Linked DNA regions of Hordeum vulgare: region 1 is linked to region 2. A link is a contact called in public Hi-C data. All regions are on one chromosome and are shown on one strand. Each heading gives the region's core, a stretch centred on a gene start, on an enhancer-like site or on the middle of the called end of the contact. The rest is flanking DNA. Distances are from core to core; before and after follow the strand shown. Region 1 has its middle 100 kb from the start of LOC123429881. Region 2 has its middle 63 kb from the start of LOC123425739.

Region 1 (6,934 bases), core at 4,100-6,599, 480 kb after region 2:
CACCAGAGATGGTTGAAGCATGTTGATTTCGTTGTGAGAACCTGGCATTCCAAAGAAAGCATGCCAAATCCATAAGTCATGTGATGCCACCGCCTCTAGTATGATGGTGACCTTTTTGTGTGACCTTGGTACATTCCTAGTAAACTTTTAGGGCAGTTTTTCCATTCCTCACAAACCTAGGGTTCAAACATTGGAGTGATTCTTTGTTGCGTGTTGAGGGATGATCATATGATTCTATTATGTTAGCATTATTGAGAGATTGCACTAGTGAAAGTATGAACCCTAGGCCTTATTACCAAGCATTTACACAACGTTTTTCTCGCTATTTTACACTTGCTACCTTACCATTTTTATATTTTCAGATTACAAAAACCTATATATACTATCCATACTATATTTGTATCACCATTTCTTCGCCGAACTAGTTCACCTATGCAATTTGCCATTGTATTGGGTGTGTTGTGGACACAAGAGATTTTTTGTATTTGATTACAGGGTTTTTTGAGAGAAATCATCTCCATCCTACATCTCCCACGGACTGATAAACCTTAGGTCATCCACTTGAGGGAAATTTGCTGCCGTCCTACAAAACTCTACTCTCGGAGGCCACAAAACATGTACAAAAATAAAGTTGTGTAGTAGACATCAGAGGTTGTTGATGCCGGGAAGAAGTCGTTGTTTGGGAAGTGAGCGTCGGCGTCTGTGATGAAGAAATCAACAGTCACGCAGAGCGCTACCCAAAAACCTTATCACCCTTTTCCCGTACATGACTCGAAGTGACGGGGTTTCCGAGGCCTACTGTCCCGACCTGCGGTGCATGCCGTAAACCGGGATGGGGAAGAACCTAGCAGCAGCTCAGAGTTTGGAACTCGAAGACATGAGGAAGATAATTTTCTGATGTGTTCCTCTGAAGAGGAGAGGCCTCTCTTTTATAGGCACGTGAGAAGGAGGCGAATAGGCTGCGATGGGAGGTGAAACAAAAGAGGGAGACGAAACAAACATGCAACAACAAAAGGGTGCAGTGTTCGTAGTCAATCTCCACTACAACAAACTTTTAGCTCCAGAGTGACCTTTCGTTTACTAGTCGTGCATGAAAAAAATGTAAACAACGACTCGACTCATTCTCGCAACCCGCGGCGCATGGTGAAGAGGCGTGGCGTGACCAAGCGGGCGACGGAAGAGAAACGCGCGTGAATATCTCTCTTGTTCTCATTCTCATACATGTGGAGAAACAACCTCCCTTATAAAAGATTTAACTCCTACTAGGTGAACAATATGAGACTAAACTTTAATCTCATCTCTTGCCTTACATGAATGGGCTAAGTAGACCTCTAAAATTATTATGAAATCAGAAAATGTATTGGAAACAAAATTCTAGCACAACATTTGCCCATAAATAGACTAAATTCCAGCACTAGTGTCTCCGAAATTAGCATTGCATAGGTTAAGAGGTAGCCGAGTTAGGGTTTGAGTTATAGGTGCATGACTAAATATCAACTCATTTTAGTCTTTCCTTTCTATACGTTAAGTGCCATCCTTTCTCAGCGGTGTGATGTTTTGAGCATTAGTTTTGGAATAAAAAGAGACAATAATTGATCCTATAAAGTAAAAAAACCGCCAAGTAAAAAATATTTTTTTAATGAAAATGTGCATTTTGTGAAATTCTACAGCATTCCCTTTACTAAAACATCAGTTGAGTTAGAACATCTACAGCCGGATTCCTCATATCCATCTCAAACGTCCGGGGAGGCCGCCCGGTCATGAAAATGCGATCGAGACGGGCCTCTCAGACCATCCTCAAACGTGTGGGCTGACCGGCTCCCCTCATTTCCAACCCAAATATGGGGTAGCCCGGGCGTGTCTGTGCACGACCGTCACGTGGACCTGACAACTTGGCCCCACACGGACTCGGCGGGAAACCCGAGGTCGCGTGGCGCCGCTCCGGCTCCTTGCTCGGGATCGGGGCCGGCTATTTAAGTTGGCCGACGCCCCCAACCCTAGCTCATCCGCCTCCTTCCTTTCTCCATCGCCACCCGAGCATGTCTGCCTCCTCTCACTCTTCCCTCTTCGAACTCATCAGCCATGCCACCACGCCGGCGGCATTACACGATCCAGCAGTGTCTCTTCGTCCTTGAGCAGGTCTGAATCCGAAGGGAAGCACGGCTACCTCTGAAACCGGCGGAGGACTTCGAGGAGGGGAAGAGGTGGGCGAAGAGATGGGGGAGGAGCCCGAGGAGGAGGCGCTGGAGGAGGAGGCATCAGAGCCGGAGGAGGGGGCGCTGGAGCCGGAGGAGGAGGCGCCGCCGCCGCAGGAGCCGAAGGTGGAGGCTCCGACGATCGTGGATCTGTGGCCGGAGCAGTTGGCCATCCTCAACTCTATCCGCTCCGAGTCGGCTACGGAGGCCAGGCGTCTTCATGAGCATCAGATGGAGGCTGCATGGGCGGCGTAGGCGGGTGAGGCTCCAAAGCAAGCGGATCAGGCCATCTCCGATGATGAAGAAGCGTAGTACACTATGCAGGATATACTTTGTATGTGTGTGTATGGATATAAGGGATAATAAAATATAAGAGAGTTAGATGTGGAAGGATTTGCAAGATCCGGCGGTAGATGCTCTAATAGTTTTCCGTCTTCCATGCAAATGTTGTAAAGAATGATTATATTCAAGTTTTTAAGTTTAATGTATGGGTTTAAAAAAATCTGTTGAGTACTTTTATCGTACAGTATTGTACTAGTAATGTATTTCGAAACATTAAACAAGCCAGTGTGGCCGGGGATCAAGTTTAGATTTTTGGACTGTAACAATAAAGTAGGGCTTGGCGACGAGTTGCACTTGCACGGCAGGCAACTGCATGGGAGCTGCCCAAAGTGTGGGACATTCATTGTCTCCTTTGCGTGCCGCACGAGAGCTTAGCGACCAAACCAACCAAGGCGGGCGGCGATGCGGTGACCAAACTTAACGACGACGAGAGTCAAACTGTCGATTCTCTGGGCCTCAACGAAAGCACGGTCTATATATGCTCGGTCAGGCTCGCGACGACTATGGCGTTCACTTCTTTTCTGCTTTCCCTTTGCCGGGCGAAATTCCTTGGGGAGCAAGAAACTGTCGCAAGGGAAACCATATACCGCTATCGGGCTCAACACTTTTGACATCCACCGAATCAAGATCGCATTTCCCACGTTGACGGGAAGACTACACCAATCAGCGGCAAGCTCGCGCCTTGCATCAACAAGCGCTATAGGATTTAGGGTTCACCACAAGTGCGTCTACGAATGTGTTTGGTAGGGTGCATGAGGGTAAAAATTCTTAATTAGGTCCACTTTTACTTGTTTGATAGGGTGTATGGGCTCACCTCAGCTATGTCCATCAGATGCAAAAAAAAAAAACTCAACTATGCTCAACCCAACACCCCCAACGGGGCGAGCTGGGCTCAGCTAAGCTCGCTTCGACCCACCTTTGCCTCGAACGACCTCCCCTCCCGAACCCCACCCTCCCTCGAGACCCATTTAACTCTCGCGACCCCATCCCTCTCTCTCGCACAGCCCACCGTCGGCGCCCCGTTCTACCCCTTCATCGTCTCTACCCCGCCCCATATAGTAATTTATATTTCAACCCAACATTTTACTATATGTGTTAGTTTGTTTTTTCCTTCTTCTTTTTTATCATTTTTTTTGTTTTTTAATGCGCCTTTTTAACAAAACCGTGAACCTTTTTGTTTCGGCCCATTTTTCAATTTTAAATTTCACGATTTTTTAAAACCAACGAGCTTTTCTTTTAAATCAGTGAACTCTTTTCAAATTTGATGAACTACTAGCAAAAGGACCTGTGCGTTGCAACGGGAGAAAAAAAATACCACACGCTTTTAATCTTTTTATAATCATTTTGATTTATTAAAATAATAAGCTAACTAACTAATGTAGTCAGTCCTATCCTATTTTGTTGAGAAATCAACCCGTCCATTGTTAATTCCACCATGATGAGAAATTGAGCGGGACAAGCAAAGCAAAACAAAGAGGCTACATGAATTGATCAATGGACTGTTATCTTATTTCACTCATGGGGTAGAGAATGTGGATCAGATGACAAACTGAAGGTGGTGTTCCATTCTCTGTCTCTACAACAATACAATCTTACATTAAATACATTCATTCATCAGCAAACAAATCCCCACAAAACAAAATTTCTTGTCGGTGCTTGGCACACGGTTGGAGACATGGGCAGGGCATCTCACCAGATGATGAGTTCCTGCCGGAGGAGGGGATACGATGACGGGAGCAAGGGATAGGCGCCTCTATCTGGCCATAAGGAGTCGTCGTTGCCGCGCCATAACCTCGGAGTTCCCCGTGTGAGCCATGGAGTCCCGCCTCCACCTGCAAGTACTTCGCTTCGCCGCGCCGCCGCCGTTCTGCATCGAGCAGATGCATCATACACAGTCACTGTAGCTGTCGCGTTGATTTGATCCAGAAGTTGTGCTCGAGCGTCGAAACGGGGGCAGCAAGCGGGCGGAGGTACGGCCGCGGAGGCGGGTGGGTTGAGATCGACAACAGTGGTGGTTGAGGTCGGCCGCGGCGGCGAGTGGTGTGGCAGCGGCCTGGGCACAGGCCAGGGTGGACCAGGGTCGACGCGATGCGCTCGAGCGCCGCAACGGGGGCAGTGAGCGGGGAGAGGTACGGACGAGAAGGCGGTGGGTTGAGATCGGCAGCGGTGGCGGTTGAGGTCGGCCGCGGCGGCGAGTGGTGTGGCGGCGGCCTGGGCACAGGACATGGTGGCCCAGGGTACATGTATAATTTTTGCAGCGAATCGTTTTTTTCCTTTTGCGTTGCAGATAAATGATGAAGCGCGGGTTGAATAACAAAAATTACAGGGGCTTTTTTATACCGCGGTGGGTTTTCCGACGGAAGCAATAGCTGCTTTATTATTAGGTATAGATTTTAATATTCTATGAACTTTTATCAAAATTCATGAATCCCTTTTCAATTTTAACGAACTTTTTTTCAGATTGGGTGAGCTTTTTTCAAAATCAATGAAATTTTTCACAAATTTGGGGAACTTTTTCTAAATATGATGAACTTTTTTAAAAATTCAATGAACTTTTTTCAAATCCGATGAACTTTTTTCAGATTTGATGAACTTTTTTCAAATCCGATGAACTTTTTTTGAATTCGATGAACTTTTAAAAACAATCGAGATCTTTTCTTCAAAATCTGTGAAATTTGAATTCACAAATAAATTCATTAATTGCGAGTATTCACCTTTTCATATTTAATAAACGACTGACTGAAGTGAGCCCACCACGAGTGATCAATAGAGCGAACCCACCAAACGCTTGCACATATGGAGCGGCCCACGGGGTGGTGGTGCATGGGCGCCACCTAGGGAAAGTGGCGCCTGCAGTGCCAGTTAGGAGCTCCCGCTCCTACCTGCCGCTTGTTGCGGCAGGGACAAGCTGCAACGCACAGAGGCTCGTCCCAAATGGGCTGGCCCAGCTAATTATTTTGTTTTAAAGAATCTAATACTTTTTTCTATTACTCTTTTCCTTTTTTTCTGCTTATTTCCTTTTTTCTTTTTTGGTAGATTTTCTTTCTTTTTCCTTTTCTTTCCGTATTCTAAGCAAAAATATTTTTCAAATTTGAAGAACAATTTTGAAAAATACTGAATAAATTAGGAAGCGTGAATTTTTTTTGAAGCACGAACATTTTTGGAATCTTGAGAATTTTCTTTTCAGATTGAGAACAATTTTTCAGAATTATGAACAAATTTGGAAGCGCAGATAGTTTTTTAAAGCACGAACATTTAATGAATCTTCAGAACAATATTTTGAATAGGAGATTTTTTTTGAAAAAACACAAACAAATTTGAAAGCGCGAACAAATTCTTAAAGCACGAACATTTTTTGAATTTTGAGAAAAAAATTTAAAACCTAGAATAATTTTAAAAAATCAAGAACAAATTTGAAAGAGCGAAAAAATATTAAAGCACAGATATTTTTTTGAATCTTAAAAACAAAATTTGGAAACAGAGACCAATTTTGAAAAACCACGAACAAATTTTTAAATCACGGACATTTTTTTAATTTTGAGAACAACTTTTGAAACCGAGAACAATTTTGAAAAATCCTGAAATATTTTAGAAACACGAACAATTTTAAAAGCACTCGCATTTTTTGAATCTTGAGAATAAAATTTTGAAACGGAGAATAATTTTGAAAAATCCTAAACAAATTTGGAAGCATGGAATACTTTTTAAAACATAAAGATTTTTTGAATCTTGAGAACGAATTTTGAAACCGAAAACAATTTTAAAAATTCTTGAACAAATTTGAAAGCACAATTTTTTTTAAAGCACCAACATTTTTTGAGTCTTGACAATAAAATATTTAAATGAAGAATAATTTGGAAAAAATCCCAAATTTTTTTGGAAGCATGAACTATTTTTTAAAGCACGAACATTGTTTGAATTTTAATAACAAATTTTGAAACCAAGAATAAATTTTGAAACCGAGAACAATTTTTGGAAAATATAAAAGATTTTTGAAAATGAAGAACATTTATGATAATCCAAACACATTTTTTTAAAATCTAGAACATTTTTTGAATAAAAACAAAAAAAAGAATATAGAAAAATGAAAAAGAATAAAACAATTCATGAAACCTTGTAGAAGTTTCCTAGAACCGGAAAAAATCGGGTGAGAACCCTTTTCCCAAAACCGGGGCCCTGCTGCCCACCTCCCGCTCTATGCGAAGCCCCGACACGGCTTCGCACAGATCGGCGAATAGGGTTTTCCGTCATTGGGTTCAACACAGAAACACATGGGACAACGACTGGTCCAGTCTACTAGCATCAAAGAAAGCGAAGCGAGTTGAGGGCAAGAAGGAGAAGGCAATAATATCCAAACACAGCGCACTTAGGCCGCGTGCACCTAGCCACTTGAGTCG
Region 2 (6,361 bases), core at 3,177-5,676:
TCGCAAAACAAAGATTGGTTACAAGAGATGAACTAGGGATTCGAGAGGAGATGGTGCTGATGAAGATGTTGACGAAGATGCCTCCCCTCCGATGAGAGGAGTGTTGGTGATGACGATGGCGATGATTCCCCCCTCCGGGAGGGAAGTTTCCCCGGCAGGATCGTCCTGCCGGAGCTCTAGATTGGATCTGCTCAAGTTCCGCCTCGTGGCGGCAGCAAAACCACGAAAAAGCTCCCTCTTGATTTTTTTTCTGGACCAGGACGCTTCATATAGCAAAAGAGGGGAGCTAGTGGGCCGTCAGGGAGCCCACAAGCCCCCACTCCGCCACCAGGGGGTGGCGGTGTCAAGGCTTGTGGCGCCCTGGCAGCCCCCCTCCGATAGTTCTTTCGCCCTATATTTTTTATATAATCCAGAAAAATCCACGTTACTTTTCACGGCATTTGGAGATGTGTAGAATAGTGGACTAGGATTTGCTCATTTTCTAGTCCAGAATTCCAGCTGCCTGAATTCTCCCTCTTCATATAAACCCTGCAAAATAAGAGAGAGAAGGCATAAATATGGTACCGCAAGTAATATAACAGCCCAAAAAGCAATAAATATCAACATGAAAGCATGATGCAAAATGGACGTATCAAGTACTCACCGCTGCTTTGCTCCCCCCGTGTCCCCTTGATCCGTTTGCTGCGACCAGATGATGGAGCCCAGGAGATGGAGGTCCCCGCCGATGATGACTGCTACCCCGACGGTGCCTACTACTACGTGGAGGCCGCTGATGATGAGGAGTAGTTAGGAGGTTCCCAGGCAGGAGGCCTCGCCTCATTCGATCGTTGTATCTTTTGTGCTAGCCTTCTCTAAGGCACCCCATGTTTTATGTCTGTACTCAGATATTTGTTGCTTCCGCTGACTCGTGTGTTTATCGAGTTTCCGTATTCTAGCCCTCGAGGCCCCTGGCTTGTAATATGAAGCTGATGTTATTTTATTTGTGTCTAGAGTTGTGTTGTGATATCTTCCCGTGAGTCCTTGGGTTTGATCGTACGCATTTGCGTGTATGATTAGCGTACGATTAAACCGAGGGCGTCACAGATGCTCTCGAGCGCGGGGACCTCTTCGAGGGCGAAGATGCCCCGTCGCAACCTCGACCGTTGATGATCAAGCGAGCCATCGATCCTTTCAGTGATCCAACAGCGGAACTCTCAATGAAAGCACCAATGTCGGTGACAAAACCGGTAGACCTCGGGTAGGGGGTCCCAAACTCTGGAGCTTATATCGATGGGTTGTAGGAAAGAGGGAGAGGCGATGTTTACCCAGGTTCGGGCCCTCTTGAGGAGGTAAAACCCTACGTCCTTCTTGATTATATTGATAGGGAACAATGATTATAGAGTTGATCCACCTCGAGATCGTACAAGCTAAACCGTAGATGAGATAACCTGCCTCTACGCATAATAACCTTTGGTTTATATAGACACCAGGGCCCCTAGGGTTACATGTTACCGAGTTTAATCGGGGGTAGATAGGTCGAACTGGTCCTCTTGCCTTGGAGTGCACGCCATTCTTCGGAGCTTTCCATCTCGATTATGCAGTTGTCAGATACTCCGGTCTTCAACGATGAACCATATGATCGACCCATAAGGGACAACCCGACCGCCCGAGGACCCCTTAATCCGGAATTCCCTCCTGGATGATCATGCAAATGTTGTTTATCTTGATGAGGAGGATGGGGTGTCCATCCGGGTACGGGGATGTCATGGGATATACTTGGTGAAGCAATGGGAGCATAAGAGCGGCTCTAACTTCGTAGGAGTGCAAGAGTGAGAGACCTTGAGGAGGAGGAGGAGGAGTTTTAATGTGATGGTGATGATGATATCGCGGATGATGAACTCATTGAGTATGAGGATGATTGAGAGGAATTGAGCAAGTGATCATTGCATGATGGTTGGCATCATACCATCAAGTGATCAAGTTATCATGCATTTGCTTTCATCCATTCGTCTTTTGTTTGTTATTTGTTATGTAAGAGACTATGGAGTGGCGTGAGTGAGACTATTGTGGATCCTCATCGTGGTACTTTTGTTGGTTAAACTAAGCAAGTTTAAGACTTTTAGTTGTTATGTAATATGCTTGCTTGTGAAGTCGTGATGTGATCTGCCCATTGCATTCCTGGTATGCTCATACAATTTCGACAATCTCAAAAAGGGAGAAGGCTATGAGCCAACTAGATAAGCTTCTTATTACAATTTACATTATTACATATATGCTTTCAAACTTTTGGATGATTTCCTTGCTTGTTGGTTGCTCCTCCTAAAATCTTGTTATCTTCTCTATGATGTATGTAGTTGATGTCCGATGCACTCGAGGGAGAGGATCATAGGACAACACGCAAAGAGGAAGGGACAACATACTCGAGAGAGAACAATGTTATAAACTTATAATTATACCTTCATTTAAATTCTTGCATTTGCTTTGCTGGAAAACTACTATTTTTGCCCGTATTCATACAACCGTGTAGGAGATGCATAATTGTGTCTAATTACACCTAATCACGCCTAAGCTAGAAAAGAGTAAGTAGGTGGTCGGACGCATAATTAACGTCCCGTGCTTTTTTGAACTTTGCATTGCTGGCATTTCATTTTACTTCTTATATTTAGTTTTTCATTATATAAACATTTTTTAATTGATATTTTTAATAAATTTCTAAAAACTTTAAAGTAATGAATATTTAATAAAATGCTGAATATTTTCAAAACCATGATCATTTTCAAATATATTTACATGTTTATACACTTTTAAACATTTTTTCAAATTCACAAACATTATTCTAAATCCACAATTTTTCAAAAAAAAAACATTTTTTAGATTCTTCGACATCATTTTAAAATCTTTGAAATTCATTTAAATGATGAATATATTTATAAATCACAATTTTTCAAAAACCTATTAATAATTTGAATACATGTGAACATTTTACTATTCTTATGTTGGTTTTATTTTTAGAGAAATTTGTGAAGATTTTGCAAATTGCATGTACAATTTTTTAGATTCTTGAATATTTTACTAATATTGTTAACATTTTTTATTTTTCAATAATAAATTTTGGAAATTTATATAAAAAATAACCAGTTTTACTTAGAACGAGGATCTGCTAGGTTTGAGAAAGAGAGAGAGAGGGGGAGGGAGGGAGGGACCCCTTACGATGGTCGCTGCGTTGAATTGCACTCTCAATTCGTACAGAGGCGAGCAACTGGGCGTACGTGCCTGTATCCATGTTTTTCTAGCGAACATACCATACAGATCAGGAACACTCGCGGGAGCTATTTCTCGACTTCAACGAGACCGAAGGTTCGTCTCGCTTAAGCCTTTCGACTAATCAGGCTGACCGACTAGCGCACAATAAGAAATGAGGGCGCGTAGGGCCGCTAGGCACTGCACCAGTTTTGACTTCGTGTTTACCTAGGAGTCGCTCGCTACTTGAGATAAGTTTTTTTATTATTTCTTTCCTTTTCCTTCTTTTTCCTTTCTTTGGTTCTTTGTTTGGTTTTCTTATTTATCTATGGGTTTTCTCGTCATTATAATTTGTTCTTCTCCAAAAAAACATTCTTTTTCATTGATTTTTCGGGTTTCAATGCTTTTTTCTTCTCTGGTTTTTCTTTTCTTTGCACCTTTTTATTCTTTCTACATGTTTTTTCGTTTTTGTTTTTTGGGGGGTTTAATTTTTTTATTTTTTGGTTCTTATTTTTTTGTTTTAATTTTTTCATTTCTTATTTTTTATATGACAACTGTCTTTTAATAAGAGTCAACATTTCTTGTAGATACGTTCAAATTTGTTCAGACGCATATTCAATATTTGTCAACTACTTTTTAGACATTTTAATAGTTACTAACAAAAATCTCAGAATTTTTTAAAATACTTGTTCAACGTTTTTGATGTAGTCTAATAAAAAAATAATACCTATTTAACTTCTTAAAATAAGTTTTCAATATTTGTAATACCTATTTAACATTTTAAAATACATGTTGAATATTTTTCAAAGTCTTATTCCTCATTTTTTTAATACTTATTCAACAGATTTTCATTTTTTACGGGTAATTGTTTTTTATAATATATACTCATTCCGTTTCTAAATATAAGTCTTTCTAGAGGTTTCATTAAAGGACTACATACAGATGTATATAGACACATTTTAGCATGCAGATTCACTCATTTTGCTCCATATGTAGTCTTCTAGTAAAATCTCTAAAAAAACTTATATATAAGAACGGAGGAAGTATATATCAAACAAATAAAAGTATAAAAAACATAAAAGAAACGAAATAGGAAACAGGCCGCCCCATATGCTCTCTTGGTTCGGCGAGTCTAAAGCCTCGACTCGCTTAAAGCAAGACATAGCGATGCCCTGGAACAGTGTCGCACTCAAACACTGCAGCAACCTGGAACACGTTGGTTCCTATTTGCCGCTTATAGTGTTCGCTATAGGCATATCGATACATGGTGCACACCTTCTACATTATGTACCCTTGGAAATAGGCTGTCCCATGGAAGTTGCGTTTTAGGTTTATTTAACATCCACCATCCAGTTTTTCAAAGTTTATGGATGGTTTCGTGAAGCTTTTAGAGGCTTCCGACTAGATTTTTCACTTGGTTTTTTATTCGGTTTTATCGTTTCCTTTTTTCGCAACCTTTTTCCAAATGCGTGAACTATTTTCAATATTGTGAACTTATTCTAAACACAATAAAAGTTTGTAAGTTTGCGATCTTTTGCTCAAATTCATGAACTTTTTTCACAAAATAAAATGTGTATGGTTCAATTTCTTGAACTTTTTCAATTTCATGAACTTCTTCTGAATTTGATAAACAAAATCAAATTCATTGACTTTTTTAAATTTGAGAAAATATATTTGAATTTTCGAACAAGTTTTCATCTTAAGGAACATTTAAAAAATTGAAAAAAAACAATTAGCAAATATATTTTTAAAATTTATGATTCCTTCTTTGTAGGGTTGGTTCTTTTTGTGTTCATGGAATTTGTTTTAACTCATAATGTCTTCATTATTTATAGATGTTTTTGTTATACCATTTTTTATCTCTAGAAACCAGAATTTGAGTTTGTTTTGAACCAAAAACTGTGAATGGTTTTTTAATGTCTTGTGCAACTCAACGAGTGGTGCAGCTGTCAGAAAAAGGGGAGGGCGATTGAACCAAGCCGAGCATTATTTGGGTAGGACCGAGAGCATCTCTATCAGATCCCGTATAATGCCCCGACCCGTAAAATAACCGTCAAAATATGGGTCGAGGCGGAAAATGTTGCACGACCAAACCCCGCAAACGCGTCCTTCCGTAAAAAAAACTGCAGGGCGAGGCAAAATGCTCACCCCAACCCACGAAAACGTAGCCCCCCCCCCCCCCCCGTCGGTGCCGTGTATATATCTAGAGTGGTTGGTTGGTGGGACATTTCATCCCGCGCTTTCCCCCACCCACCACCGTCGGGCTCCGCCTTCGATTCCGGCCATACCAGCGCCGAGATCACGTGGGCGGGCCGCCACACGCACTAGATCGACATCCACCACTCCCTCGTGCCTTGACTGGCCGAAAACCTGCAGATCGGCGGTTGTTTTGTCGCGCCACCAATTTTGGCTTTTCTTCCCACCGGTGTGTGCGCCAAAGCCATGGATTGGTTGGGGAGCACCCTGCACAGCCCCGGCAAAGCGCCAGCGCCACATGTAGGTACTGGTTCATCCTCTAGTCACCAGCGTTAGTTTGACGGCAAGGACTCTTCGGGCCGTCGCCCGAGCTCGGTGGTCGCGCAGCGGCTCGCCGGCTTGCCGATGCCGCTCATACAGTACGATGACTGCCTAGAGACAGTGTTGTGGCTCACATCTAGCACGCGGCAGCACCTTGGAAGGGGTATTCTTCAAATGCAATAATGACGGGGTATGCTCTTCTTTCTGTTCGGCTTTGTCATTTATTTTGTTAAATTTCGGTAGTTTATTGTGGTGTTCGTGTGTGTAGAAGGTGGATACTCATTTCGGTATTAGAAAAAAATACATCAATTTATTGATAGAAATAAACTTAATAGATGTTCGTGCACTCCTTAGTATGATTAAGGTTAATGATTCAGCTGTATGTGCAATTATAAAAGAAACTAGAAGGGAGGCAACGTCTAATTATTTAGAATCAAAGCCGAAGAATGAAGAATGCAAGATGAAGAATCCTCAGATCAACAATGAATGCATGAAGAAGATGTTGATCCAACTAGTGGGAGCAGCTATGAAAGTTGGATATCTTCTAAAATGTCTAATTGTGGTTCTTGTTTTCTTTGGTCCTGCTGTTTTAGCAAACATTTGATGAATTATGATGTCTTCAATG

The links. A called contact is a pair of places that touch in the nucleus more often than the background predicts.
Region 1: a contact with region 2 is called in a Hi-C map of seedling, with 5 times the contacts expected there. The contact joins two enhancer-like sites. A contact is called at or near these places in 3 of 6 Hi-C or Micro-C datasets (leaf and seedling).

The regions. Positions count from the first base shown.
Region 1 is chr2H:179,040,707-179,047,640 of MorexV3_pseudomolecules_assembly, forward strand. No RefSeq gene overlaps it. Among protein-coding and RNA genes, the nearest start is that of LOC123429881, 100 kb to the left of the region's middle. Within about 2 kb of position 5,350, at least 3 of the 3 cell types and tissues checked have open chromatin away from gene starts, as enhancers often do. A contact at or near this core is called in leaf and seedling, where this site is marked.
Region 2 is chr2H:178,566,080-178,572,440 of MorexV3_pseudomolecules_assembly, forward strand. No RefSeq gene overlaps it. Among protein-coding and RNA genes, the nearest start is that of LOC123425739, 63 kb to the right of the region's middle. Within about 2 kb of position 4,427, at least 3 of the 3 cell types and tissues checked have open chromatin away from gene starts, as enhancers often do. A contact at or near this core is called in leaf and seedling, where this site is marked.